6 separate regions of the Mus musculus genome follow, and regions 1, 2, 3, 5 and 6 are each linked to region 4. The links are chromatin contacts, called in public ChIA-PET, Hi-C, HiChIP or PLAC-seq and promoter capture Hi-C maps. All regions are on one chromosome and are shown on one strand. Each heading gives the region's core, a stretch centred on a gene start, on an enhancer-like site or on the middle of the called end of the contact. The rest is flanking DNA. Distances are from core to core; before and after follow the strand shown. Region 1 overlaps Xpr1 (xenotropic and polytropic retrovirus receptor 1). Region 2 overlaps Qsox1 (quiescin Q6 sulfhydryl oxidase 1). Region 3 holds the start of Lhx4 (LIM homeobox protein 4). Region 4 holds the start of Acbd6 (acyl-Coenzyme A binding domain containing 6). Region 5 overlaps Xpr1 (xenotropic and polytropic retrovirus receptor 1). Region 6 overlaps Xpr1 (xenotropic and polytropic retrovirus receptor 1).

Region 1 (4,500 bases), core at 1,088-3,587, 200 kb before region 4:
CTTAATCAGTTTTCAAATAGACTTGAACTATTAAATACAGAGCAGACACAGTCTGTCTGACAATATGTACTTCTGAACTGAAGTGTGTGTCTGCACTCAGACATTACTGAGAGGCACCACAACATTCCCATGAGTAGCCAAGGTAACTACCTCATTCTTCTTGAATCAGGGCCACTTTCTGGTCATAAAATAACATCTTTATTGCTAAGATGACAGACCCTAGGCTGCATTTCACAGTTTTACCCACTCACAGATCTTGACCATACTCCTGCATAGTCATTTCCACAATACCAAAGCTTACTGTAGGTGCTTCCTACTGAAGCCTACCAACTAATATGATTTCAGAATCCTAACCTCCAGTCCAGCATTCACTGACCCCCCAGACTAGTCAAGCATACTGATCTCTGCCCACTGTATCTCATCTGCACCTTAAGCTTAAAAAAAAAGGTAAATTTCTGATTAATACAACTAAACAATGTTGTAGCATTTGTATTGTACTAGATCCCACTCATTCGCCATAATTTTCTGAGTTTTCTGAGTTGTCCTACATGCAAGTGCATGTTCTTAATGTCTGTCTTCCAACACACCAATACCTATAATGTAAAAAATAATTTTTTTAATAAAAGGACTGATAAGCACTAATGATCACAGAAAATATGCACAAAGAGATTGTCAATCATGTAATGCAATACTACAAAAGAGTCACAGATCTTAAGTTTACCAAGAAGGAAGGCCCAAGAAGAGGATGCTTCAATCCCACTTAGACGAGAGAACAAAATAATCATAGGAGGCAGAGGGAGGGACGGACTTCGGTGGAAGGGGGAGGGGAAAGGGGAGACAGGATCAGGTGGTGGTGGTGGTGGTGGGAACACAGGAGAAGCCCAGAAGGCCAGGAGAATGAATGAAAATATAGAGCTTTTATGGTGGGGGTGGGAAGAAACCTCTAGAAAAGTTCCAGAGACCTGGAATGTGAGAGGCTCACAGGACTCAATGCAGGTGGTCTTAGCCAAAATGCCTAACAGTGCAGTGGATTGGTGGAACCTAAAGAGACCACCTCCAGTAGATAGACAGGCCCCCCAGTGGAGAGATAGGGTCACCAACCTACCTTCAAAATTTTTGACCCAGAATTGTTCCTGTCTAAAAGAACAGCAGGGACAAAAATGGAGCAGGGACTGAAGGAAAGGCTGCCCAGTGACTGGCCCAACTTGGGTTCTATCTCTGTGTACAGGCACTAAGCCTTGACACTATTCTATGTTGTGCTTGCAGACAGGAGCCTGGCATGGCTGTCCTCTGAGAGGCGCTACCAACAGCTGACTGAGACAGATGCAGACACAGCCAACCACTGGACCTCTATGGAAGAGTTAGGGGAAGGATTGAAGGAGCTGAAGGGTAAGGCAACCCTAAAGGAAGACCAACAGTGTCAACTAACTTGGATCCCTGGGAGCTCCCAGAGACTGAGCCACCAACCAAAGAGCAAACACGGGCTGGTCCGAGCTCTCCCCCCTTACCCCACCCCCACCCCGCCCAGCACATATGTAGCAGAGGACTGACTGTCTTGTCTAGCTTCAGTGGGAGAGGATATGCCTAATACTGTAGAGACTTGATGCTCCAGGGAAGGGGGATGCTGGGAGGGAGCACCCTCTCAAAGGCAACAGGGAGGGGAATGCAGTAAAGAACTCTAGGAGACCAGGAAGGAGGAAATTTATTTATTGGGAATGTAAATAAATAAAGTAATTAATTTTTAAAAAGACTACAAAAGGGCCAATGTCTCAAGATACAAGCTGTTTCTTCTAGTAAATGTGTTACAAAAAGAAACATAATGGAGAATTTACAACTTCAGATGGCTCTGACTATCCATCCAGAGAGATGAAGACATGGTGGACAGAGAAAAGGAGACACATTTTATAGTATGTTACCTAGTCTCCTAACTAAAGGGAAACAGATTCTAAATTCTCAAAAAATAACAAAGGGAAGGGAAGGAAATGAAAGTTTCAGAAACAGCCTCTTACCAGGGAAGATAGACAGACTAGAAAAGTTCTATTTGGTCTATTTCATGTCCTTTATGGCAAAGTGGTCCTTGTGTAGTAACTAAAGGATCAATTCTAAAATCGCATCATTAATAGATAATTTTAAATATAAAAAGTTGGTACAAAGGTTAAATTTTTTATGTTTAAAGTTCCTTTTATATATTAACTAGCTCGGTATTTGTTTTAGTACAATACAGTTAATTTAAGATTTTGATGACTACAGATTCCTGAGAATGAGAGACACTGAAGGCTTCTATGACAACCTCCTACCACCAAAAAGAGGGGGGAGGAGAGGAAACAGTTTAGACAGGCAGACAGGAAGCTAGAGAGTCTTTAAAAAGTGTGATAAAGGAGGTTGGAGAAATGGTTCGGTGGTTAAGAGCACTGGCTGCTCTTCCAGAGGTCCTGAGTTCAATTCCCAGCAACCTCATTGTGGCTCACAAGCATCTGTATGAGATCTCGTGCCCTCTTCTGGTACACTGTCATACATGTGGGCAGAACACCTGGTATCTAATAAATAAATGAATCTTTAAAAAAGGAAAGAAAACTGTGATAAAGATGCTGTAGTGTAGCTTCTTCACAGCTGAGGGTTTCTGGCAGGGTGGGGGAAGTGGAGGAAAGTTCTCAATTATCTTTAAGGGGCTAGCTGCTGGAAGTCTGATCATAGTCCAATGAGTAACACAAATTGAACTTAGTGTATTTTGGGGCGCTAAGGGTGCAAGGGTGGCCAGGGTGGGAAACAAGTGAGACTGGGGTACACTGTATAAAATTCCCCCCAAATTAATAAAAATATGTTGGAGAAAAAAGAATTTTACCAAAAGTCTCAATAATGCATGATAAATATTCTGTTTTTACAGGTTAGCTCCTTAAAAATACTTCTATCTCACGAAGCCAAAACTACGAGGAGAAAGAGAATGTTTAGGATTGAGATTTTCTTTTCAATGACACAAAAGCAGTCTTTAAAGACTTCATGGCAAGGCCAGACATGGTGGTGCACACCTTTAATGCCAGCACACGCTGGCAGACCTCTGAGATCTAGGCGACACAGTGAGACTCCGTCTCAAGACAAAACAAAAACAAAAAACAAAACTTAATCCAAAAAAGGAACCCCCCCCCCACACACACACACAATGATACCCTGGTCTATCCACATAGTTGTTCTCCTCTTTTAATTATAAAAAGTGACAATAAAATGAAATGTTCTGACACTGGCCGATCTCGGGGACATTTGATAATTCTACTGATCTATGTAAACACAGCACCTGTCCAAAGCACACTAGTCTATAAATAATCCAGTCCTTCCAGTCCCCAATGGAAACATTTCAGCAGGAAATGTATCATGTTGAAAAACAGTCTGGACCCTATTTTGGGACCAGTATTCTGATGGTCAAGCATTTAGCTTTCTTGCCTAAGAAAACAATGAGTTTACAAGTTAAAAACAAATGTGATATAATTGCATCTGTGTCAAGCCTACATCTATCTGTAGCAGACCATTTTACCACAGGCCAACTAGAAACGCACAGCTTTACTCATCTACTTCTGGGGTTTCATTTCACCCTTCCTCAAAATCAAGATGCTGCCAGCACTCGGGAGGCAGGGGCAGGTGGATTTCTGAGTTCGAGGCCAGCCTGGTCTACAGAGTGAGTTCCAGGACAGCCAGGGCTATACAGAGAAACCCTGTCTCAAAAAACAAAACAAAACAAAACAAAATCAAGATGCCAAGTAAAATAAAAGACAAACGTTTCTAGTTGAACTCTCCATAAATGCTAACACAATGTTTTTTAAATATACATTTAACACATTAGGACAACGATTTCAAATAAAGACCTACATACCCGGGACAAATATGATGGTCCCAATGCTTGCTCAAGACAAGACAAGAATATCTCTTCCCTCATCTCCCTCAGGACTTATTCTGACACCATCCCAAACGACATTCTAGACTGACCAAGATCAACTAACAGAGTCTACCCTCTACCTTCAGCTTGTCAAACACAGACGCTCCATTAGTCAACAAATAATAACAAGGAGAAAAATGAAATGATAAATTTAACTATAACACTATCTGTTTACTCAAATATGGGAGCACAATGAAGGGGTCTCCTCTCATTCTAAATGACAACTAGTATGTTATCATTTCTCCCTCTGATAATTTGTTTATTGTGTTTGTTCTGTTTTTTAAGTTTTTCAAGACAGGGTTTCTTTGTGTGGCCTTGGCTGTCATGAATAGCTCTGTAGAGCAGGCTGGCCTCAAACTCAGAGATCTGCCTCTGGAGTGCTGGGGTTAAAGGTATGTGCCACCACTGCCATGCATGGTTAATTCTTTTAAACATTCTAATATAGGTGGTATAAACTTGTTGAGACTTTCTATAAATGCCTAACTCTTGAATGACACAGAATCATTTCCTGGCAATAATATTCTAGGTCTTGGGTTTTCAAACTCAACAGAAGACCCAGATCTATTCCCAGAGTT
Region 2 (3,969 bases), core at 314-2,813, 220 kb after region 4:
GGGAAGAGGCTGGCAGAGAAGGTAGGCATATGTCTTTTTTTTTAAATATTTATTTATTTTATGCATATGAGTACACTGTAGCTGTCTTCAGACACACCAGAAGAGGGCATTCGATCCCATTACAGACGGTTGTGAGCCACCGTGTGGTTGCTGGGATTTAAACTCAGGACCTTCGGAAGAGCAGTCAGTGCTCTTAACTGCTGAGCGATCTCTCCAGCCTATATGTCTTCTTTTTAAAAGCCACTAGGAGACTCCAGGACAGGGAACCAAGTGCTGGCTTACAGTACCAGCGGCTCCACCCAACTCCTACCCTAGGAGGGCTGCCTGGGAGGTATACACTACTCCCCAGATGTGTAGCATCCAGTCTAGAGAAGGCTCCCTCCCAGGCTCTGTGTAGGAACTACCATGCTCCCACTTGCACGGAAAGGCAAACAATGTAAGTAACTACTTACATTGGGGAGGCTCCCCACTCCCCAGCCCACTCTGGTAAGAACTTTCTCTGGGTATGGAAAACCCATGCTCTTTTCCCTGTTAGTCTGATAAGAGGCATATAGAGGGACCGCAGAGCGGAGGAGCAGGAGAGAGGGGTCCTGGGACCAGCAGGGGAAGGAACACTAGCACTGAGCACCAGGGTCATTCAGTGTCCCCATCTGCTTCCTCTGCACATGGGGCCAATGAGACTGGACTGGCAGATATGTGTAAGAAGCATAGAGTGCCACTGAAAATGACAGCCAGTATGGCCCCCATTGCCACCTCCAGCCTTGGAAGTAAGCCCTCCTTACCTGAGAGGCGAGCGTTAACCCTGTTGTGGCTAGTCCAGAGCCAAAGAATCGCATTACTGGGACTTCTCACTTGGTGCATGGACGCTGCAGCCATCTGCTCAAAATGGTCCGCACAGTCACGACAGCCAAAGAAGAACTGAACATAGCTCCTCATGGCTTGGAGGACCTCCTGGCCATCAGCTGCAGGGAAAAGGAGACACCACAGAAAGGCTCTTCACACTGCCAGCCTCTGCTGTCTCCATCAGGGTTCCCCACAGGCTGCCCCACCCTCCTCAACTCTGCTGTGGTCCCCAGCAAAGTGCCTCACGTTCCAGCCTATGACACAGGCCTAATACTCCCTTGCCTACTTCTACCCTTTCGGGGGTCACCACAGAGATGGTCCCATTTCCTCCCAAACTCCTAAACTTCAGTTCCCCCTCTCCTCTTCAGTGGGACGTTCAGGCTCTGTGGCATGACTAGACAGGTGACAGAAGCAGGTCACTCATCCCAGCCTCCATCCTCCTCCTCCACCTGCCTGCTTCAGCTCCCACTCAACTTGCTCTCTGGCGAGCCTCACCTCTCTGGGACCCTCTTAGAAGTCTATCCTCCTCTGGTCTAAATAGCTTCTAGTCTGCCTCTATGTCCCTCCTTATTCTCACTCTGACTCCCCCATATAGGCTGGTACTAGCAAGGGTCTCTGTCGACTCCCACACTTTTTCTTGAACTGAAACCAGACTCTCCTGAAGGTCACCCACCCACACTTTCTATGTTTTTTTTCTCTTCCTGTACCTCAGATACCTTGGGGCTCACTTCCTGTTGCTTCTACACATTCCTTCCTCTGCAGAGCTCCAACGCTGTAGAAAGTAACCTCCCTCTATCCCCCAGGACCTCGTAGGAGTGCTCTCTCTCTCTCTCTCTCTCTCCCTCTCCCTCTCTCTCCCTCCCCCCCCCTCTCTCTCTCCCATCTCTCTCTGTGTGTCTGTGTGTGTGTGTGTCTGTCTCTGCTTTGCAACATCAGTGTCTGTACCACTGTGCCCCCTCCTGCTCCATCTCCCCCACCCCCACTCCAGGTCTAACTGCCCCACATCATGGCTCTGTCAGCTCTGCCTCCCTCTTCTCAGCATCTCCAGAACTGTATTCCTGCAAACACTTCCTTTTCTTTCTGCCTCCCACTAATACAGGATCAGTCTAGCTGACTCCCATGGGGGACAGACAGATGTGACAGACAGACAGATTTGAGGCAGAGTGCAGTGAGCAGGCCCTGGACTCACCTGGTTCCTGTGGGTGGGCCTCACTATATCGGTTTGCCTGCACCGTCAGGAAGTGGAAGAGGACCCACAGTGAGCAGGGAAACCCCCGGAAGTGTGGCTCACTGCCCTGGCAGCCGACCCAGTTCACCTTCTCAGTAAGGACAGCATCCTAGAAGGGACACACATGAGCATGAGTGCACAAGCAGACAAGAGAAGGGGTGGAAACGGGGATGACAAGAGAAGCTTCCAGGAGCCCACAGCACCACAGCCATCTTCTTGGCCAGAAGATTAGCAGATCTGAGAACTCATGGCATAGACCAAGTTCTATCGAGGTCCCTGGAACCTTGACTCCTTATAAACTCACATGGGTCTGTATGTCCACTGGGTATGGCTTGTTTCTGCAGACAGCAGAAAGAACAGGTGCTCTGCTGGGGGCCATGCTGGGGAAGCAGGCAAGAGTTAAGAACTCTGGTGTCTTAGATAAATGTGGTGGCTCATGCCTATCATCTTCACATTTGGGGAGCTGATGCAGGAGGATTGCTGAGTTTCAAGGTCAGTAGCCTTATATACAGAGTAAGGCCCTATCTCAAAAATAAGTCTCCACTGCCTCATCCCTCAGAGGTGTTAGCTCTGTTCACTGACAGGTCCTTACAGGGTCTTAGGCTAGAACCGTTATGTAATCTCCTAAACTTGCTTTCTTCATCTGCTAAGTGAAAATTCTGATGTATGAGGATTCGATGAGATATTCCATAGGACCCAACGAAGCAGCTTATTAGTGATAAATGGAATCACTTAATGCAAACCTCTGGATAACGTCACCAAGTGTTGAGGCATTAAGTCCTCCCAGTCCCAGACATGTCGAGGCATTGATAGGGCCTTCACTTGCCTGCTGGACTCACCTCCTTCCTGCTGTCCAGAGCAGCTTTGAAGAAACTGTAGGGGATCCTCTTCTTCTGCTGCTTCTGAAGCCAGTCGTTTATGGAATGCAAGAAGTTCTGGACCAAAGGCTGCCCAGGGAAGTACTGTAGGGAGGAGCAAGTGGCGATTGGAGAGTAAGAAACAATTCTATAGAGTTTTACGTTGTAACAAAAACCATCAGACACAAATGTGAATTCATATACTCTATTCTGGACAGAGGAGAAGAAACTCTATGTAGCCTAGGCCCTGTGGGTCTCTCCTATCAAGGCTCAGGCTACAACGCTGACCTAACCACATGAAACCACTCAGAGAAAGTTCCAAGCACCACACCACTCCCCAGGACTGCCTTGAACACTGGGCACAAATCTCTTCAGGCAGTCTTCTGACGCAGCAACTGATGGCCCAGCCGGACTTATGTGGAGTAGGCAAGGGGCTACGCGTCAGGTAATTGAGGAAAACTGCAGCTGTATCTTGGCAGCTGCTCTCTGATGCCCAGAATCCCTTTATCACCCAGCCTCCTGGGAGCAGTGGTTGGGTTCTTCGGAAACAGACACCAGGACCCCCTCCCCACGACAAACATCCTGCTAAGCCAGGAAGGAAAAACTGCAGGGACGTCTCAAGCCATAAGATGGAAGAAAGATCATGCTCTAGGGAAGAGGGTGTCAGTGGTGTCACCAGAGGGAGGCACCATAAAAAGTCTTTAAATCCCTAACACAGGGCCCAGTGGGACTCTACCCACCTCCCTTTGGAATGCCCATTCCCGCTTGGAGTGCACTCTCCTTTTTGCTTTTGATAAGTAAACTGTTTTTAGCTGTCTGTGTTTCTTGGCTCAGCTCTTTCTTTTGAAAAGACAAGAACCAAACTGAGGAGAAACCTTCATTGGTAATAGGCTAGGCTGGCAAAAGACCTTTCATTTTTTAGCTCATGGGCCGCCAGTATGGACAGGCTAGCCTAGGGCTTAGGGCCAAGATCCAAATCTTGATGGTAACTCCCAAGAGCCTCAGAGGAACATGAAAAGCTACTTTGACAATAAGTCAACT
Region 3 (4,443 bases), core at 241-2,740, 180 kb after region 4:
AGGCTCAAATGAAGCTATCTCTTCCATTTTTCTCTCAAAAACTTTACAATAAATCTCAAGACATTGGCTGGACAGCCCGCCCTGAGATTTGTGTTACAGAACCCCTGCGATGGAGAGGCAGGGCGCAGGAGGGCGCGCTGCTGCGCCGGGGATCGTAGGTAGTCTCCATCCCTGGGTGAGCCTGCTCTTACTTACAATAAACTCCTACCGCATCACTAAAGCAGTCGTAAGCGGAAGTGTAGTCTCTTGGCAAGCCCATCGAGGGAACCCTTCATCTCTCTAGGGTACCCAGGGGCACCTAGCCCAGTGCAGCCGTTTGTAAACCCAGACTTAACCAGGAGCCCGCAAGCGCGCGCTAAGCCTGAGAACCTGTTCGGGTCTCTGCACAGATTGCTTCTATCTGTTCAGGAGTCGGAAACACAGACAGATTCCCACCCGGAAAATCTCTGCCGTGTGTGCACATCCGTACAAACCAGAAACCTGGGGTGAGAGACCTGCCGTAACTAATTGCAGGCTCTGGAAGAAATTGAGAGAGCTAGCAAAGTGCCCACACGTCTGAGTCTCTCTCCCTCTTCCAGCCCCGCGCCACTAAGATTGCCTACCCTCGCCTAAGCAAAGGCTGCACGCACAACTTCGTTCCAGAGCTTCTCGCCGCTGCATTCCTCGGCTAGCTGGAATGTGGCGAGTGCATTCGCTCACCCGGAGCAGTCTGCTGGCGGCAACACAGGCGGCGGGTGCCCCGGGCAGCAGTGACTGGGGACTCAATCAAGTGCTCGAACTGCCGAAACCAAGAGTGTGACAGGGGGCTTCTGTACAGCCCTGCGACCCGGGACGCGCTCTCCAACTTCCCGCCAGCTGGGGTAAAGTTGTACCAGCGGTTCTGCGAGCTTTGGCCATTGCCGCGAAAGGTAATCAATTGGGGGACCACTTTTGCCCTCGGGCCTGGCCTGTAGCTGGAAACCTCTGTTGTCCCCAAACAGCATCCTCCCTAGGGTTCTCATAAAAGCGACGGCCCAAAGATGCTACTTTCTATACCCTTGGGCCCTCCACGAACAGTATCCCGGAATCTTTCGAATTCGATCCCAAATTGCCAAGAGTCAAGCCCTTCAAACACTGACTGGTAGTACCCCAGCTCTGTGACCGCCTCTGCACCCCGACCCCTCCCGGTCAGTGCCTTGAACGGCGCGTCCGGCCTCCCCGCACCCGCTGAGGCTGTTAGCTGTCTTGTTATCAAATTAAATTAGCGAGAAAGGAGGGTGTCTTACGTTGCATCGGCACACCGAGCATCTCCGGGAGCCCCTTGACAGCCCCCTCCGCGGGGACAGCCGCGCTCTGCATCATCTTGGAGCCAGAGGCAGCAAGTCGCAGTCTACCGAGATCTCTCGCTCTCTCCCTCTGGCTGGATTCGGAAATTTGAAAATAATAATAATAAAACCAACCAGGCCGCTGAAGTCACAGAGGAAACCGAGCCCTCCGCGTCTCCGGGAGGACTCCACAAGCTGGCTGGCCCCCTCCCCCGCCAGTCCTCAGGCTGTTTCAAATCCCTTTGATCTCGCTCTCCCGGGCTGGTGCACATCCCGGGTTGAGGAGACACTGTTGCTGCAGCTCTGGCTCCCCCCCTTCCCTTCCCCGCCCTCCTCTCCCCCTCCCCCTCCACCCTTCGCGTGCCGGCTGCCCTGGAGGCCGCGGTCACCCAGGCATTTTGATTCATTCACACTGCAGGAGCGGCCGTGACGTCGCTTTCCGCAGGGAAGCCCGCCCTCCAGCTAGTGCTGCCAACCGGGCAGCCCGCTGCAGACCCCCGGCTAGCCAGAGTAGGGGGCGAGAAGTAGGGGGGGTTCGGTAGCCCCGAATCTGGTCGGAGGTGCGGGAGGGCGGGGCCGCCTGATAGGGGGCGGGGCCTGCAGCCCCTCCCCCACCCTGCCGTGCGGGCTCGCGCCCCGGTATAAATACTGCGGCGGGCTGGGCCGCGGCAGCAGGTGGTCCCGGAGCGCAGGGACCACGCAGAGCTGGTTTCTGCCAGCTTTGGGGATTCCCCGCTCGCCCCCAGCATCGGTCCTCTAGGATCAAGGAGGGGGCGCGGTGGGCCAGGACCCAGCGGACCCTGGGTTGGCGCTCCGAGTTCAGAGCTTCTCCAGCCCACGGAGCGTGTTCTGTAACTGGATGATTCCATCCATCCTCCACTTGTTTTTTTTTTTTTTTTCCTGGCCAGTTCCTTTCCGGCCGGTACTAACCAGACCCTACTCTCTCTCCCCCGCGTCTGGCTGAGGCAGGGCCAGGGACAGCTCGTACTCGGCCGGGAACGCGCGAGTCACGCAGTGGGCCGCCACGGAGCCGGATGGAGGCAGGCGGCCTGGGCCGCGCACGAAGGTGGCCGGGCGCGGGTCTTCGTGCGCGCCCACACTCGCCTCGGCCTTCCGCCACAGTCGGCACTCTCACCACCCGAGGTCCAGTCCTAGTCCCACGCCTCCCAGCCGCCCGCCCTCCCAACTGGGTCTCCAGCCGGCGTCCACCCAGATCCGCCCTCTCTGGCTCCTGGAGACTGCTCGGCCGAACCGGCTGCCACTGCGGGCACTTTGAACGATCCCTGGCCGCGTGTGTACTGGGCGGAGGCGTGCACCGGGCCCCCGGGGCTGACCAGCAAAGGGCGTGCATTGCTGTTGTGTTTAACACACACACAGAGACTCACACACAGACACAAACGCGCGCGTAGAAAACTCATTCTTCCCATTCTCATTCCTGGAGGCAATAAAGCAAAGATCAATGCTGGGACGAAGTCGCTAGCACTTTTTCAAACACTCGACGCCTCCTGACCACCGGCTCTAGAAACCTACCGGGTCAGCCCTGGGCCCAGCCACAGCCACCTCGGACACTACCATTCCTAATTTAATTGCCGACTTCAAGTCAGATGGGTCTTTACAACCAAATGGGACCCTGCGCTGAGAAGTTTTGTTTTTGTTTTTACTCCTGGTGTTTTAGGGTTGGTGATGGAGGAGGATGGACAGTAAGAGGGGTGGCTGTGTGTGCTACTTAGGATCTGTGTCCAATGAGGTCACAGCAATTTCTATGGGTCCTAGCACTAACGAGGGTCCTGTCTTGCTGTTTACTGAGCTGTCTACACAAATTGAGAAAATACGGTGGAAATGCTAATTTCATTAGCAACCAAACACACAAGAAAAAAACCAACCAAACAAACCAGTGTAGCCCCAACCGTTTGTTTATTGGTTTGTTCCTACAACCTGGGAGGAAATAGGATTTCAGTTGGTAAGGATGTTTATAAATGGTTCTCTCTCAGGCATTGCTGTTGTCTTTATAAACTCTTAATATCCATTTGGGAAGATATTTGAGGAAATTTATCCAAACCATAAAATTTTCCTATATTTTAGTTCATGTAATTCCATTTTGAGTGTTCAATACACACAAAAGTAACCTAGAATATTTTTTAAAGATTCATGCATGAAGATCTTTATTACAGCACTATAATCTGGAGGGAAGTTTTACCTAAATACCCAACAAAAGAAAGTGGTTTGAAGAAGCATATTAGATTTGCTAGGTATTATCTTAAATAATCACTGACTCGGATTATAAGGTCTAGCAACATAGTAATGCTGTGACAACCAATAAAAATTATTAGCTAATTAGAAAAGCAGGGATAATACCCATTGTTCATTTGGGTGTGAAGAAAACAGGACAATTCATAGTGAGAATATAAATGTCTTCTAAGGGCATTTTGACAATAGTTTGTCTGTTTTATACTACTGGGGAAAGAATTCAAAGCATTGCATCTGCTTGGCAGGTAGGCATGGGCTCTACCATGGAGTTATATCCCTAACTTAGGGTAGGATAGTTTATAGCTTAAAATGTCATTTATATAGCAATGTATTCAAAGATCATGAGTAAGAATGTTACAAAGTTACAAGTACTTTTAAAAAGAAAATAACATAGAGGCTGAGAGTGTGCTCATTTGTAGAAAGTAGAAGACCCAGGAGGAGTGATTTCAAGGGGAAGAAAAAAAAAAGAAAGAAAGAAAGGAGAGGAAGGATAAAGTAAGATGAAGAGAGAGACAAACCAGGGAGAGAGCTAGCTATTCAACAGAATGGAGCAAAAAGTCCATTTTTTTTTTTTAGAAAATGTTAGGTATATAGTAGAAAGTTGGGGAAGAAATGATAAAACAGTATGAATTTGAGAATTTAAAAAAATCATAACTAGAAAAATACGCTAAAATGTAAAAGTGGTTATCTATATAGTAGTTTATTTTATTCTTTTTGCCTTCTTAAAGGCAAATTATTTTGCCATTATTATAATCTCACGTTATTTTACAAAGCAGGAAAAGCTCATAAAATTGCTTTTAAGAACAGAGGGGGAAAACATAAGGAAATATATCAAAATACTATTCAAAAATCTATTTTCAAAGCATATTAGAGAAATGTACTATGAAGAAAA
Region 4 (4,161 bases), core at 1,445-3,944:
TGGGAGGCAGGCGAATTTCTAAGTTAAGGTCAACTTGGTCTACAAAGTGAGTTCCAGGACAGCTGGGGCTCCACAGAGAAACCCTGTCTCAGAAAAAAAAAAAAAAAAAAAAGATTCTCAAACATTAAGAGACTCAGCAAGTCAGACTGGAGCCATCTGTAATGGGGATCCAATGCCCCCTTTTGGTATGTCTGAAGACAGCTACAGTGTATTCATATACATAAAACAAATAAATCTTTAAAGAGAGATGAGAGAGAGAGAGAGAGAGAGAGAGAGAGAGAGAGAGAGAGAGAGAGAGAGAGAGAGAGAGAGACTGAGATTCAACAAGTCATTGTCATTAAAGAAACCTCCTTCCTCAAAACCAGGGCTATGAAAGCAGGAGTGAGTTGTCAGGAATCTCCATGGAATTCCAGAAAGCAATTAATCCCTGTCCCTGCCCTAGAGCCAGAAGGCCTCAAAACAGGCCATCTGGCTTCTCTCCCACCCTGGTGAACTCCTCCACCCCTCAATTCTCCATTCCAAAAGCTGGATCCCAGACCCTGCACGGCAGTCTCCTGTCTCCTCAGATTTGGGGCACCAACATCAGATCAATAAAGTCTGCTCTCCATCTTAAGGTAGAACTAAGTGTATCCTTTTAATCTACTCTGCTGACCTATTTCTTCCAGTTATCACATTGTCTTAGTGAAGACACACTATGATCATGGCAACTCTTATAAAGGAAAATATTTCATTGGAGCTGGCTTACAGGTTAGTTCATTATCATCATGGTGGGAAGCATGGTGGCACGCAGGCAGACATGGTACTGAAGAAGTAGCTGAGAGTTCTACATCTGGGTCCACAGGCATCAGGAAGAGAACAGTGAGTCTCTAGACCTGGCTTGAACTTCTGAAACCTCAAAGCCCACCCCTTACCCCACAACTCTCCCACTCCCCCACCCCATGACATATGTCCTCCAACAAGGCCACACCCACCCAAGGCCACACCCACTTCAACAAGGCCACACCTCGTAATAGTGCCATTCTCTACCGGCCTATGGGGGCCAGTTTTATTCAAACCACTATGCATGTTATAAGGTGTGCATTTGTCCTTGTTTTTCCTTTTGTGGAGGGACTAATAGTGGAAACATTCTCTATTCTCAAAGAATGTTCGTGAAAGTCAGACCCAAGCCATTTAACTTCTTCCTGTTTCTCATTGTTCACTTATCCTGTTCAAAGTTCTGTTGAAAGTTTAATCCTAAATGGTCAATCAATAACCATTCTTTGTAGTTCTTTGTTATTAGCCTTATGTTTATTAGTGTTTTTATTAGTTTTAAGCTACTAGTGATAAATGACTACACATGAGTGTGTGTCTCTACCATATTTAGAACATACTAGCCACTGCTGATACCAAAATCACATCCCTCATTATCTTAGTTAGGGTTTCTATTGCTGTGAAGAGACATCATGACCACAACTCTTATTAAAGAAAGCATTTAATTGGGGCTGGCTTACAGTTTCAGCGGGTTAGTCCATTTTCATCATGGTGGAAGTATGGCAGCACGAAGGCAGACGTGGTGCTGGAGAGGCAGCTGAGAGGTGTACATCTCAGATCTACAGGGAGCAGGAAGAGTGAGCCACTGGGTTTGGGTTGAGCTTTTGAAAGCTCATTGACACACTTCCTCCAACAAGGCCCTATCTCCTAATCTTTCACAAGTAGTACCACTTCCCGATAACCACGCGTTCGAGTATATGAGCCTATTGGGGCCACTCTTACTCAAATCACCACACTCATCTTAAAGATAAATAATAGTTTATTCTGGAGTCACTTCGAGTGACTACAAATTTAGGTTACCCCAAATTCCAAGTTCCAATGTGGAAACAGTTTCATAGTTTTACAGAACAAAGAAAGTCATAAATCAAAGCAAACTAAAAATACATTGGCGGGTACACAGAGAAGCAGTAACACTGAGACGGGGAAAACTTTCCTACAGGCCCAAGAAGATAGTTGACGACATTCTTAGCTTTTGGGTTGGTGAAAGCTACTACTACTACTAGCACCACTACTAGTACTACTAGTAACAACACACACACACACACACACACACACACACACACACACACACACACACACACACACACAGTTGATGTGAGACACCCCAAAAACTGAGAGCAGTTTCTTCAAGCGACATTCCACATTGGGGTTCTCAAATTCCTGCAGGAGAGAGTACCAAAACGTGCTTTTCGTAAAAACTGATAGCAAATGTACACGGTCTGCGTGTAGACGTAATGAACTTTGTGTATGCATACACTTTTTCTTTTTGACAGTGTGCTGGACGTGGAAAGATCTGTTCCTTTCCGGCAGAGCTATAGAACTGGGTTTCACTTCAAGAAGCACAGGCACAACTGAGATGAGACGATGCAGGTTTGGGGGCCTGGTGAGGCACAACTGAGATGAGATGATGCAGGTTTGGGGGCCTGGTGATGCCTTCTCTCAAAGCGCTGGGAAATGAGGGGGCAGCAAGTTTGGAAAACAAAACACTGATGGGAGAGAGTCATCTAACCATTTAGACACACGGTGGGGCAGTGAAGGAAGGTTTCCATCTGTTGGTGACTCGCTATTTTAAGTCAGAGTGGGTGGTTAGGAAACGGCGGAACCTTTGTCCTCAGCTCTCTGTTTCCCGCGACTCTACTCTAGCAGCTACACTAATGGACCGCCTCCTTCCCTTTCCCCTGGGGGCCCTATCCGGGTGAGTTCCGGAGTTTGTGACTCCGAAGTCCCCCCCAAAACCACGAGCGACGTCCCCTGTCTGTCACCGAGGCCCGTATCTCCATCCCGCACCGCGGCCGCCGCAACCCACGCTAGCGGAGCAGGCGGGGCCCCGTATCCACCGGCGCGTGCCCGGGTGCGCGTCCGACCCGCCGAGCTCGCGCCCCGCTTCACCTCCCAGCTCCCGTCCCAGCCGCACGCGCCGCGCCGCCGGCTTCCCCTCATCTTCCAGCCGAGCGGCCTCCAGACCCCGCACCGTTGGAGCGACCCGGGCGAAGCCCGAGGGGAAACCGGGGGAGGACGGGGCGGTCCTGTGCGCCCGGGTAGGCGGAGTGGCAGAATCACCTGAGACCGCCAGACAGCTCACTGCGTTCCCACTCCCGCTCGAGCTCCGCACCCGGACCGGTGGATCAGGCCCGGGAACCCGCGCCACACCGGGGAGGACCGGCCACAGCGAGCTAGTGAACATGGCCACACCGTTCCTACCCTCGGGGGCCACCACAGGCGACAGCGGTGGGGAACTGAGCTCCGGGGACGACTCTGGTGATATGGAATCCTTCCAGACCCCCGAGGCCGAGGGGACCCGGAGTTTGGCCGAGCTGTTTGAGAAGGCTGCCGCACACGTCCAAGGCCTGGTTCAGGTAGCCAGCCGGGAGCAGCTCCTGTACCTGTATGCCAGGTTCAAGCAGGTAAAAGATGGGTGGATGAGAGGACGTGGGCTGTTTCCTCCAAAAACTTAGTAGCAGATTGCGTGGCTAATGGTCGAGCGTAATGAAGTTTGTATGTGTGTGTTTGTTGTTTTTGTTTTTTACCCTGGAGAATAGCATCATTCTGGACATGGAATAATCTCTCTGATATCCAACGAATATTTATGTAGCCGGGCACTGAATGACAATGTTTCAGTGGCCTTGCCTCTGAACCTTTACAAAATGAGGATGATAAAATAAAATTTGGCATTCGCTGTTGCCAGAAGGACATGTGATAGGAAACATGGTAATGTTAATAATAAGTTTGAAATTTAAGAGAACATTACTGTGTATAAGATGCTAACAATATTACTATTATGATTCTTAGGAACTCTAAATATAGTTGTTATGTTTTTGGCTGAATTTGGTCCTGCTAGATATAGTCCCTCCACATTTTTAAAATTAAGGGCTCCATGCAGGTAACATGGAGGTCTGGTGATGAACTAACTCTCCACTCAGCTTCCTGAATCACTTTCATTTCCAAATAGAAAACCCAGGGGAGTAGGCAGTTTAGAAAGTTACATGGATATATCAGAATTAAAGTGTAGTTTTTGTCTCTAAAACTGAATTTTACCCGATAAAGTAAGGACAGGTTTGAGTTATAAACATAAGACTAATTTATCTTTCAAGGTTAGGTACCAGAAGGAAAGACTATTGCCTTCCTTCAGTG
Region 5 (4,338 bases), core at 323-2,822, 240 kb before region 4:
GATGGCACAGTGAGCAAAGAGTTTATGGTGCAAGTGAGAGGCTCTGAGTTTGAGTGCAAGGGAGCCACATAATTTTATAACAACAGATCTATAATCCCTATGCTCCAGCAACAAGATGGCAGGCGGAGATAGGAGAATCTTGGAAGCTTGTAGGCCAGCTTGTCTGGCACAGCAGAGGTAAACAATAAAGAAATCCTGCTTCAAAACAAGATGGAGTGATGCCTGATGTGGTCCTTATCCTTTACCTGTGCAGTGGCATGTGACTGTACTTACATTTACATTTATGCAAAATACATGCATGCGCGCGCGCACACACACACCCCCACCCCCACACACCAGATTTTAAAGCTACTTAGGGAGCTGGAGAGACGGCTCAGCAATTAAGAGCACTGACTGCTCTTCCAGAGGTCCTGAGTTCAATTCCCAGCAACCACATGATGGCTCACAACCATCTGTAATGGTATCTGACGCCCTCTTCTAGTGTGTCTGAAGACAGCTACAGTGTACTCATATACATAATAAATAATTCTCTTAAAAAAAAACTACTTAAGGATGAACAAATAAAAATAAATTCTCAAGAATCCTGTAAGTTTAAGGTACTGAGTTCATTGAGTAGATGAGGAAACTGTTTTAGAAAAGAACAGCTGTCCATGCAACCAACTAACAGCCAATGATGGAGCTGTAACTGAGCCTCAAGCAGGATTTATGTTCTTCCCATGGCAGCTAGCTTGACAATCTAGGTGAATGTTGGAACTGTAGAATTTTAATATATTTTATACAAATAAACTATAATTACCCTATATACACAGAAACAGGTTACAAAATTATCATAAATCACAAATATTAATTTGTATGCTATGGATGCATAATACTTTTTTGCAACTGGTAGGAAGGAGAACTCTCAAAGTTTTGGTTGTGAGTAATGGCTGAGCCGTCGCTCTATCCAGAGAACTAATAATACAATGAAAGCATACTGTCAATAGGAGAGTTCGTGTAAAAGCCCTTGCAACTAGGGTTATAACTTTATAATGTAAAACAGGCAATGCTGAGGAGAATGCTTGCAAGAAATAATAAAATTCTGTACATCATTTAATCTCAACTGGTTTTCTCTTCTATCCATTCAGACTTCCTCAATACTTGTTAAACTCCTATTATGCTCCATGTAGTGTTCCAGTACAGAGACAAAAGCCCAGGCATCGAGGTGTTTGGGATCAAGTCCAAATATTGCTCATACACTAGTGGGGATTAGAGACATGAGTACGGGATGCACTGTCATATCACAAGCATCTCAAGAAAGCTAATGTAAGCTGAAGGGATAGAAAATACAGAAGAGACTATTTTGGTATAGGGTCTCACTGAAAAGACAGCATTGAATAGAGATCTAAATGAAGGGAAGGAATAAGACAAATAGACACCCTGGGAAAGAGCTCCTTAGGCAACAAATGTGTTCAAAGAAAAGTAAATACATCTGAGTGAACTCAGGGGAGAAAGACAGGATAGGAAGTAACAAACATCTCAAGTGCAATATCCTTGAAGGCCTTGTTTACTCTGGTGGGGGAGGGGCTGAGGAAAGGAGAACCAGGGAAAGAAAACCACCGCCCACAGACTTGTGGTTAGAAGAGGGCTACAGTGAATGCATACTGTTATACAGTAAACAAGAAATGACTCTTCAGACAAAGACAGTACTGATGGATGGAGTGATAAGTGATAAAATTCAAACAGTATGAAGACACAGCAATAAGATTTCTTGATATGAAATATCAAATATGAAACATGAAAGATGTTTGGAGTCTAAGTGTTAGCCAAAGGTCATGTGTGCTGTTCCCCAGCTTGTAGTTTGCTGGGAGGGAGAGACAGGTCAGGCTCAGTGAGCAACTTGGCTCTCTAATACTGTGATCACCATGAAGTTCTGCCTTGCCACAGGCCTGAAGTATCAGGGCCAAGTGATCAAGGACTAAAATCTTTACAACCATGAGCCAAAATAAGTCTTTCTTTTTTTTTTTTTTGCTTTGATGATTTCAGCTAACACGGTGGTAAATAGGGACTTTTGAGCTTTATCTGGGGACTTAAAAAACAAAATCAAGGGTCATTTTGTCTATTTAATGGGAAATGCCTATTAGATAGCCAAACAGTCAATTAGATCTTTTTCAGAGGAGAGTGAATATATACTTGCGAGTCATTAGCATATAGATAGTATTTGTAGCCATAAGCTTGAATAATTTGCCTAGATAGAAAATTAACATAGAAAGCAGAAACATGAGAACTGAATATACTGGAACTATCCAACATTTCTTCCTTTTTTTTTGGTTTTGGTTTTTCGAGACAGGGTTTCTCTGTATAGCCCTGGCTGTCCTGGAACTCTGTAGACCAGGCTGGCCTCGAACTCAGAAATCCGCCTGCCTCTGCCTTCCAGGTGCTGGGATTAAAGGCGTGCGCCACCATGCCCGGTCCATCTATCCAACATTTCAATGCCACAAAGAACTCTATGACTTGGGAAAGAAACTAGAAAAGAAATCCTAAAGAAATTTAATAGGAAAAACAGGTGGGACATTTGAAGGTTTTCCAGTTGTGGCAAGGTGAAATGCTACTGAAGGGCTGCTCAAATTCTTAGGCAGGCTTTGTAAGACTACCTGTTGCTTGGCACTATATTATTTCTTAAAGCTGAGACTATTGTTGCTCTTATAGAAATTCCTTTTTAATTTCTTTGGGTGTGGGTTTGTTTTATTTTTTGAGATAGGACCTCATTTATCCCAGGCTAGCCTCAAACACACTCATATACTATGTAGCTGAGGAAATTCTTGAACTCCTGATCTTTGTACCTCTCCTTCCTAAATGCTGGGATTACAGGTTTGTGCTACTACACCTGGTTTTATGCAGTACTGGAGACTGAACACAGGACTTCACACATGCTAGGCAAGCATTATCACCTAAGCTCCAACCCCAATCCTACATTTAGATTTCACTGACTTGAAAACTACATAGCTAAGCCTCTAAAGACTGCATGCAGAGCAGGTATAAGCAGATTCTGGGGAAATGTGAGGAGTCTCTATAATAAGCAGAATAAATAAGGGTTAGTGAATGAACTTTGTAATATATTTATCTTCATCTATAACAAAGAAAACAAGTTCTTATATTAATTACACTTTTTACTTAGTGTGTGCATGTGCGCATATACCATGTCATACACAAAGATGTCAGGCGACAATTTCTGGGAGTCAGATTTCTTCTTCTAACATGAAGGGGTCAAAAAATCAGTAGACTGGGTAGCAAGCATCGTTAGACATCTTCCTGGCCCAGGGTTAAGTTCTTAATAACTGAACTCTAAAACTCCTGAAATTAAAGACTAGAAAATGATAGTAAATAGACATCAATGTTCTACAAAATTATATCCCAAAGGAAAAATAAACAAATGTCTAAAACCACCCCACAAACTTCTTACAGTGATTTTGGTAGATATGCTGAGTCTTTACAGAAGGACAGAATATGACATAAACATTATAGGAACAAATGAGTTAAAAGGAAAGAATTACCTGCAAACACAAGGGTAATATTCAGCACAATGAATATTCCACAAAATAGGCCAACTCTAAAAGTAGTCCATGCTGGTGCAGGCTGTGGACAGAAAACAGAACTCTGAGTAAAAGACGACAGCAAGCACATGGAATGTGTGCCACAGTAGAGTAACTTAGTGGCATAAACCTCACAGCTGTACAAGGACAATATATCTTATTATCCTAACCTTTGTAACTCTGAAACAGAGGATAATTCCCACACCACCATCCTACTAGCATAGGGACACTATTGAGTTCTTTTACAGAAATCTGAATCATGGGGTTGGGGGGATGTTCATTCAGTTAAATACTTGCTGTGTTGGCATGAGGACATGAGTTGGATGCCCAATACCCACATAAAAAGCCAGGCAGATCCCACATAAAAGGCTGGGCACAGTGCATGTTTGTAATCCCAGTGCCAGGTAGGTAAAGGCAGACAGATTCCTGGACCTCTCTGGACAGTGAACCCAGACAAATTAGTGAGCTCTTGGTTCACTGACTCTGTTGCCAAAAAACAAGGTGGAAAATGACTACAGAACACACCCAATGTCCACCTCTGGTCAATATGCACCCTCACACACATATCAAAACTCTAATTACTTGTCACAAGAACTATCTGTATTGTCAGTTTCAGAATGAAAGTATCTAGAAGGAAGACAGTAACTTTTCTTAAAAGCTACTTTAGTTTCAAAAATTGCACACTACATTCTATATACAAAAGGATGTCTATCATCCATTTAGAATGTTAGGACCAGCCGGTACAGTGAACCCATATAGTGACTGCCCT
Region 6 (4,244 bases), core at 496-2,995, 170 kb before region 4:
CATCAAGTCATATATTTGTAAATGAACTAGCCATATTTAGCTAAGGTTGGCTAAAAGTATGTTTCCCACCAAGAGGAATGCATTACAAAACAGTGTGAAGAAAAGCCACCATTCTATGTTAATTCAACATCGTTTAAATTTTTAACTAGACTGGGTAAACAAATGCAAAAACAAAACAAAACAAAACAAACAAAACAAACAAAACTAACATAGAGGTGAAAGGAAGTTTTTTCTTTTATTTCTTGCTCCAAGTTGACCTTTCCTGAGGAACTAATATATATGTCTCATACACATTTAAAATTAAAACAAATTAATATTGGGTATGTGCGTGTGTGTGTGTGTGTGTGTGTGTGTGTGTGTGTGTGTGTGTAGCAGCACAAGCCACAGCACATGTGCGAAGGACAGAGAACAACTCTATAGAATTCATTCTTTCCTTTCACCCTAATGGGGTTCCAGGAACCAGACTCACATCATCTGGTTTGCATAGTGAGCTCCTTGACTCCGAAAGCCATTTCCATGACCCTCTCATGTGCACTTTGAAATTATTTTCTCTTCTGCCCTATCCTTGGAACTCTAGAAAACCTTAGCACTGAATCTACATTTAGCCTCTAGCAGCTGTATAAAACCTTATGGTATCTATTTTCTTTTAAAATAACATTTTCACTTTAGAATAGTTTTGAATTTACCAAAAAGTGACAATGAGTGTACAGAGCAGTCCCACACACCTCCACACATTCCCTGTCGATTTATATAACACTCGACCAGTCAGTAATAATGGCACACTATTATCAGCCAAAATCCATAATTTACTCAATTTCTCCAGCTTTTACTTTTTTCGATATTTGTGGTACTTGCTGTTATATAACTCCTTATAATACTTATTAAAAGCTTGCTCTAGTGCCAGATCACAGACTTCAAAGGTTGCATTTGGAGAACAGATAAACAGAAATTTTATAAATGTTCTTTAATCTTAGCAATAAGCTACAAACATTTAACATATCTAAATAACATAGTACGGTTATAACTTATACCCATAATAAGCATTTTAAAAATAATTGTCCATTAGATACTATTAAAAAAACATTCTTTATATGACCAGATGTGGTAACACATGCTTATAATACTAGTGTTCAGGAAGGAGAATCACTAGGATATGGCTCACAATCTATACCACACACACCCCACACCCAGGTTTGCTGAATGTGAGACATAACTGGTAATCACAAGTTTAAGATAAAAATATTCCTCTCTGGCACCAAAGTTTTTAACTCTATAAAACTTAAGGCCTATGTGGAACAGAAAAAGAAATTGAAGACATAAATACTTTTTATATATTATCTATTTCACCAAATATTTTCCCCAAAGCTTAGGGGCTGGTGAAAAAGCTCAGCAAGTGAAGACACTTACTGCCAAGTCTGACAACCTTAATTCAATCCCTGGAACCCACACAGTGACCTCTGTATAAGCATACAGTGGCATGCCCCACCACTGCAATACATAAATTTAAGAAAAATGTTGAAGCTAAGATCCTCTCTTAAACTTTGTTATTAAACTTCATGTACTGTATATACAGAAAAGTTGTGTGGCCTAACTATTATAAGCTTAGACTGGATGGATGGATGGACAGACGGATGGACATAAACACTGAGGGAGAAGGGCATCAGAGAAAACACTGGACTAAAGCAGTGTGATCGACAGTTCTAAGATGACGTGTTCATTGGGTGTTTGGTTTTGGTTTTGGTTTTGTCAGTGTGCTCCAGTCTCTGAGGCTTCAGTCCGTGACTGGCTAGCTCTGTTGTTTCTGGGCACGGCTCGTGGCAGGTCGCATCTGGTGAAGTACAGCAGCTCAGCTCATGGCAGAACACTAGTTGGCAGACTAGAAAGGTCTAGAACAAGGCCTGTCAATCCAGGACACATTCCCAGTGACTTGCTTGCTCCAAATAAGGCCCAGCCTACCAAAAACTTTCTACACTAGTGTCACCAGCTAGGATCAAGCCTTTATATATGAGTCTATGGGAGGCACTTCATATCCAAACAATAGCAGATGATTCAAGAATATAGTATAAGATCCATCACAAGGCTGTATGTGAAGCAGACAAACAAAAGCTTAAATAAATAAATAAATAAATAAATAAATAAATAAATAAATAAATCCAAAACCAAAACACATATATAATAGAACAAATTACAGTATTCATTTCATAGCCCGGTGTTTAAAATATTTTTCCTTAAAAATAAGCCTATTCTGTGACTGAGTTAACTCAACTTACCTTCAACTGAAGGTGCCTGGTCCTGAGCTGAATACAGCATATCCTTGAATGCCTGTCAGAAAGAAAGAAAAATAATACATGAAATCACAAGTTAAAGTTATGCTGAAAGCATAGGCTGAACAATTCTTTCTCATTATCCAGTAACTACATTTAGTTTCCCAAATTAAGAATGTATTCAGGACTTCGGGTAACTTTAATAATCCATCAGTGTTGTACAATCCATAGGATGGCTACTCACTTATATATTAAAATGAAAGGGCATGGGAAAATGAAGACACACCTGAAAAATCAAATCCCTCTAGACTAAGAAAAATACCCTGAAGATGAGGCTGGGAGACTGGCTCTGTGGACAGACATGTGTTCCCAAGCCCAGTGACCTGAGTTCAGTCCCTGAACTCAAATACTAGAGAGAGAACCAACTCCCAAAATCTATTCTCTGAGCTCCACATGCCTGCATATGCACACTAAATAAATAGAGTGTAATAACAAAATTATCCTAAAGATAAACACTGGGCCTACATACATAGTAAATGTGAAAACTAGAAAAACTCTTTAGGCTGAGCTGGCCTAGAAGTTACAGCAACAATGGCTGTGCCTCCTGAATGCTGGGACTCCAGGCTTGCGCCACCATACCTATGCTCAGAAATCCTTCTATTTTAGATATACATCTTCATCAGTGAAACTCTGAAAACTTAGGACCAAAAAAAAAAAAAAACCAAAAAACAAAAAACAAAGATTTTATAGTTTTGTCCCCCAAATTGCAGAGTAGATTAGCTAACTACCACATTTAGGTAATTTGAGTAGTTAAAGTGTACTTTCTCAACATGTTGGTGGGGAACAGGAAAAAGCATTTCTCAAGCCAGAGAGATGATAGTTGCAGGTAAATGACCTGCCAGATGACCTGAGTTCAAACCCCAGGACCCACATGGTGGAAGGAGAGAACCAACTCCACAAGCTGTCCCTGACTTCCATAAGTAAACTGTGGCTCACGCTTCCCTCCCCTCAAGAAAAGAAAAGAAAATGTCTTAAAAAGCAAAAGACCACAATGGCTCAGCAGAGTACTAGCTGCTCTTCCAGAGATCCTGAGTTCAATTCCTAGCAACCACATGGTGCCCCACAATCATCTGTAATGAGATCTAATGCCCTCTTCTGGTGTTCATGTAGACAGAGTACTCACATAAAATAAATAAATCTTTTTTTTTAATTAGGTATTTAGCTCATTTACATTTCCAATGCTATACCAAAAGTCCCCCATAGCCACCCACCCCCACTCCCCTACCCACCCACTCCCCTTTTTTGGCCCTGGCGTTCCCCTGTACTGGGGCATATAAAGTTTGCGTGTCCCAATGGGCCTCTCTTTCCAGTGATGGCCGCCTAGGCCATCTTTTGATACATATGCAGCTAGAGTCAAGAGCTCCGGGGTACTGGTTAGTTCATAATGTTGTTCCATCTATAGGGTTGCAGATCCCTTTAGCTTCTTGGGTACTTTCTCTAGCTCCTTCATTGGGGGCCATGTGATCCATCCAATAGCCGACTGTGAGCATCCACTTCTATGTTTGCTAGGCCCAGGCATACTCTGACAAGAGACAGCTATATCAGGGTCCTTTCAGCATAATCTTGCTAGTGTATGCAATGGTGTCAGCATTTGGAAGCTGATTATGGGATGGATCCCCAGATATGGCAGTCTCTACATGGTCCATCTTTTTATCTCAGCTCCAAACTTTGTACCTCCTTCCAAGGGTGTTTTGTTCCCACTTCTAAGGAGGGGCAGAGTGTCCACACTTCAGTCTTCATTTTTCTTGAGTTTCAAGTGTGGAAACTCAAGAAAAATCTTTTTTTTTTTAAACACACTAATTTAAAGAAAAAAGAACTTCTTTTCTTCATATAGATAAAAAACACTTACCCATCAAGTGGATAAGGGTCCAGGGCTGAAGAACTAGTCATAAGCTTAGTGACTTTAACTAAATCAGCCAA

The links. Hi-C and Micro-C count contacts between places; a contact is called where the count stands out from the background. ChIA-PET counts read pairs in DNA pulled down with a chosen protein or histone mark. HiChIP or PLAC-seq counts read pairs in DNA pulled down with a chosen protein or histone mark. Capture Hi-C pulls out chosen DNA fragments and counts their contacts.
Region 1: a contact with region 4 is called in an H3K4me3 HiChIP or PLAC-seq map of the SCID.adh cell line, with 2.6 times the contacts expected there. The contact joins the enhancer-like site here to the promoter of Acbd6 in region 4. A contact is called at or near these places in 8 of 39 promoter capture datasets (3T3-L1-derived adipocytes, the C10 cell line, cranial neural crest and 5 more), 3 of 115 datasets of contacts at active chromatin or transcription factors (the NIH/3T3 cell line, the SCID.adh cell line and stem cell-derived neural progenitor cells) and 3 of 9 other capture datasets (adipose tissue, liver and macrophages).
Region 2: a contact with region 4 is called in an H3K4me3 HiChIP or PLAC-seq map of the SCID.adh cell line, with 17 read pairs. The contact joins the enhancer-like site here to the promoter of Acbd6 in region 4. A contact is called at or near these places in 17 of 39 promoter capture datasets (the 3T3-L1 cell line, 3T3-L1-derived adipocytes, the HPC-7 cell line and 13 more), 1 of 15 datasets of contacts at CTCF or cohesin (embryonic stem cells), 9 of 484 Hi-C or Micro-C datasets (B cells, CD4 T cells, CD8 T cells and 5 more), 12 of 115 datasets of contacts at active chromatin or transcription factors (the 230-238 cell line, the SCID.adh cell line, T-cell acute lymphoblastic leukemia and 9 more) and 4 of 9 other capture datasets (adipose tissue, embryonic stem cells, liver and 1 more).
Region 3: a contact with region 4 is called in a promoter capture Hi-C map of adipose tissue, with 2.5 times the contacts expected there. The contact joins the promoter of Lhx4 here to the promoter of Acbd6 in region 4. A contact is called at or near these places in 12 of 39 promoter capture datasets (the 3T3-L1 cell line, the HPC-7 cell line, cranial neural crest and 8 more), 1 of 15 datasets of contacts at CTCF or cohesin (CD8 T cells), 13 of 484 Hi-C or Micro-C datasets (cerebellar granule neurons, cortical neurons, embryonic fibroblasts and 3 more), 16 of 115 datasets of contacts at active chromatin or transcription factors (embryonic forebrain, embryonic hindbrain, embryonic limb bud and 9 more) and 4 of 9 other capture datasets (adipose tissue, embryonic stem cells, liver and 1 more).
Region 5: a contact with region 4 is called in a Hi-C map of the G1E-ER4 cell line, with 2.3 times the contacts expected there. The contact joins the enhancer-like site here to the promoter of Acbd6 in region 4. A contact is called at or near these places in 13 of 39 promoter capture datasets (the 3T3-L1 cell line, the C10 cell line, the HPC-7 cell line and 9 more), 2 of 484 Hi-C or Micro-C datasets (the G1E-ER4 cell line and bone marrow-derived macrophages), 12 of 115 datasets of contacts at active chromatin or transcription factors (the 230-238 cell line, bone marrow-derived macrophages, craniofacial prominence and 9 more) and 3 of 9 other capture datasets (adipose tissue, liver and pancreatic islet).
Region 6: a contact with region 4 is called in an RNA polymerase II ChIA-PET map of memory CD8 T cells, with 5 read pairs. The contact joins the enhancer-like site here to the promoter of Acbd6 in region 4. A contact is called at or near these places in 2 of 39 promoter capture datasets (the 3T3-L1 cell line and the C10 cell line), 2 of 115 datasets of contacts at active chromatin or transcription factors (memory CD8 T cells and stem cell-derived neural progenitor cells) and 3 of 9 other capture datasets (adipose tissue, liver and macrophages).

What each region holds. Positions count from the first base shown.
Region 1 is chr1:155,359,359-155,363,858 of GRCm38.p6, forward strand. All of the region lies in intron 2 of Xpr1 (xenotropic and polytropic retrovirus receptor 1), which reads right to left. Among named protein-coding and RNA genes, the nearest start is that of Xpr1, 56 kb to the right of the region's middle. Within about 2 kb of position 2,338, at least 10 of the 459 cell types and tissues checked have an H3K27ac peak or open chromatin away from gene starts, as enhancers often do. A contact at or near this core is called in the SCID.adh cell line, where this site is marked.
Region 2 is chr1:155,780,493-155,784,461 of GRCm38.p6, forward strand. Qsox1 (quiescin Q6 sulfhydryl oxidase 1) reads right to left here. Exons shown (of 12, transcript NM_001024945.1): 9 at 2,911-3,033; 10 at 2,033-2,180; 11 at 783-962. Among named protein-coding and RNA genes, the nearest start is that of Qsox1, 30 kb to the right of the region's middle. Within about 2 kb of position 1,564, at least 37 of the 459 cell types and tissues checked have an H3K27ac peak or open chromatin away from gene starts, as enhancers often do. A contact at or near this core is called in the 230-238 cell line, B cells, CD8 T cells and 5 more, where this site is marked.
Region 3 is chr1:155,740,537-155,744,979 of GRCm38.p6, forward strand. It overlaps Lhx4 (LIM homeobox protein 4), which reads right to left and starts at 1,491. Exons shown (of 6, transcript NM_010712.2): 1 at 1,266-1,491. The coding sequence starts at 1,341.
Region 4 is chr1:155,555,426-155,559,586 of GRCm38.p6, forward strand. Acbd6 (acyl-Coenzyme A binding domain containing 6) reads left to right here and starts at 2,695. Exons shown (of 8, transcript NM_028250.3): 1 at 2,695-3,434. The coding sequence starts at 3,213.
Region 5 is chr1:155,320,784-155,325,121 of GRCm38.p6, forward strand. It overlaps Xpr1 (xenotropic and polytropic retrovirus receptor 1), which reads right to left. Exons shown (of 15, transcript NM_011273.2): 7 at 3,531-3,612. Among named protein-coding and RNA genes, the nearest start is that of BC034090, 78 kb to the left of the region's middle. Within about 2 kb of position 1,573, at least 28 of the 459 cell types and tissues checked have an H3K27ac peak or open chromatin away from gene starts, as enhancers often do. A contact at or near this core is called in the G1E-ER4 cell line, the HPC-7 cell line and bone marrow-derived macrophages, where this site is marked.
Region 6 is chr1:155,382,341-155,386,584 of GRCm38.p6, forward strand. It overlaps Xpr1 (xenotropic and polytropic retrovirus receptor 1), which reads right to left. Exons shown (of 15, transcript NM_011273.2): 2 at 2,271-2,322. Among named protein-coding and RNA genes, the nearest start is that of Xpr1, 33 kb to the right of the region's middle. Within about 2 kb of position 1,746, at least 22 of the 459 cell types and tissues checked have an H3K27ac peak or open chromatin away from gene starts, as enhancers often do. A contact at or near this core is called in memory CD8 T cells, where this site is marked.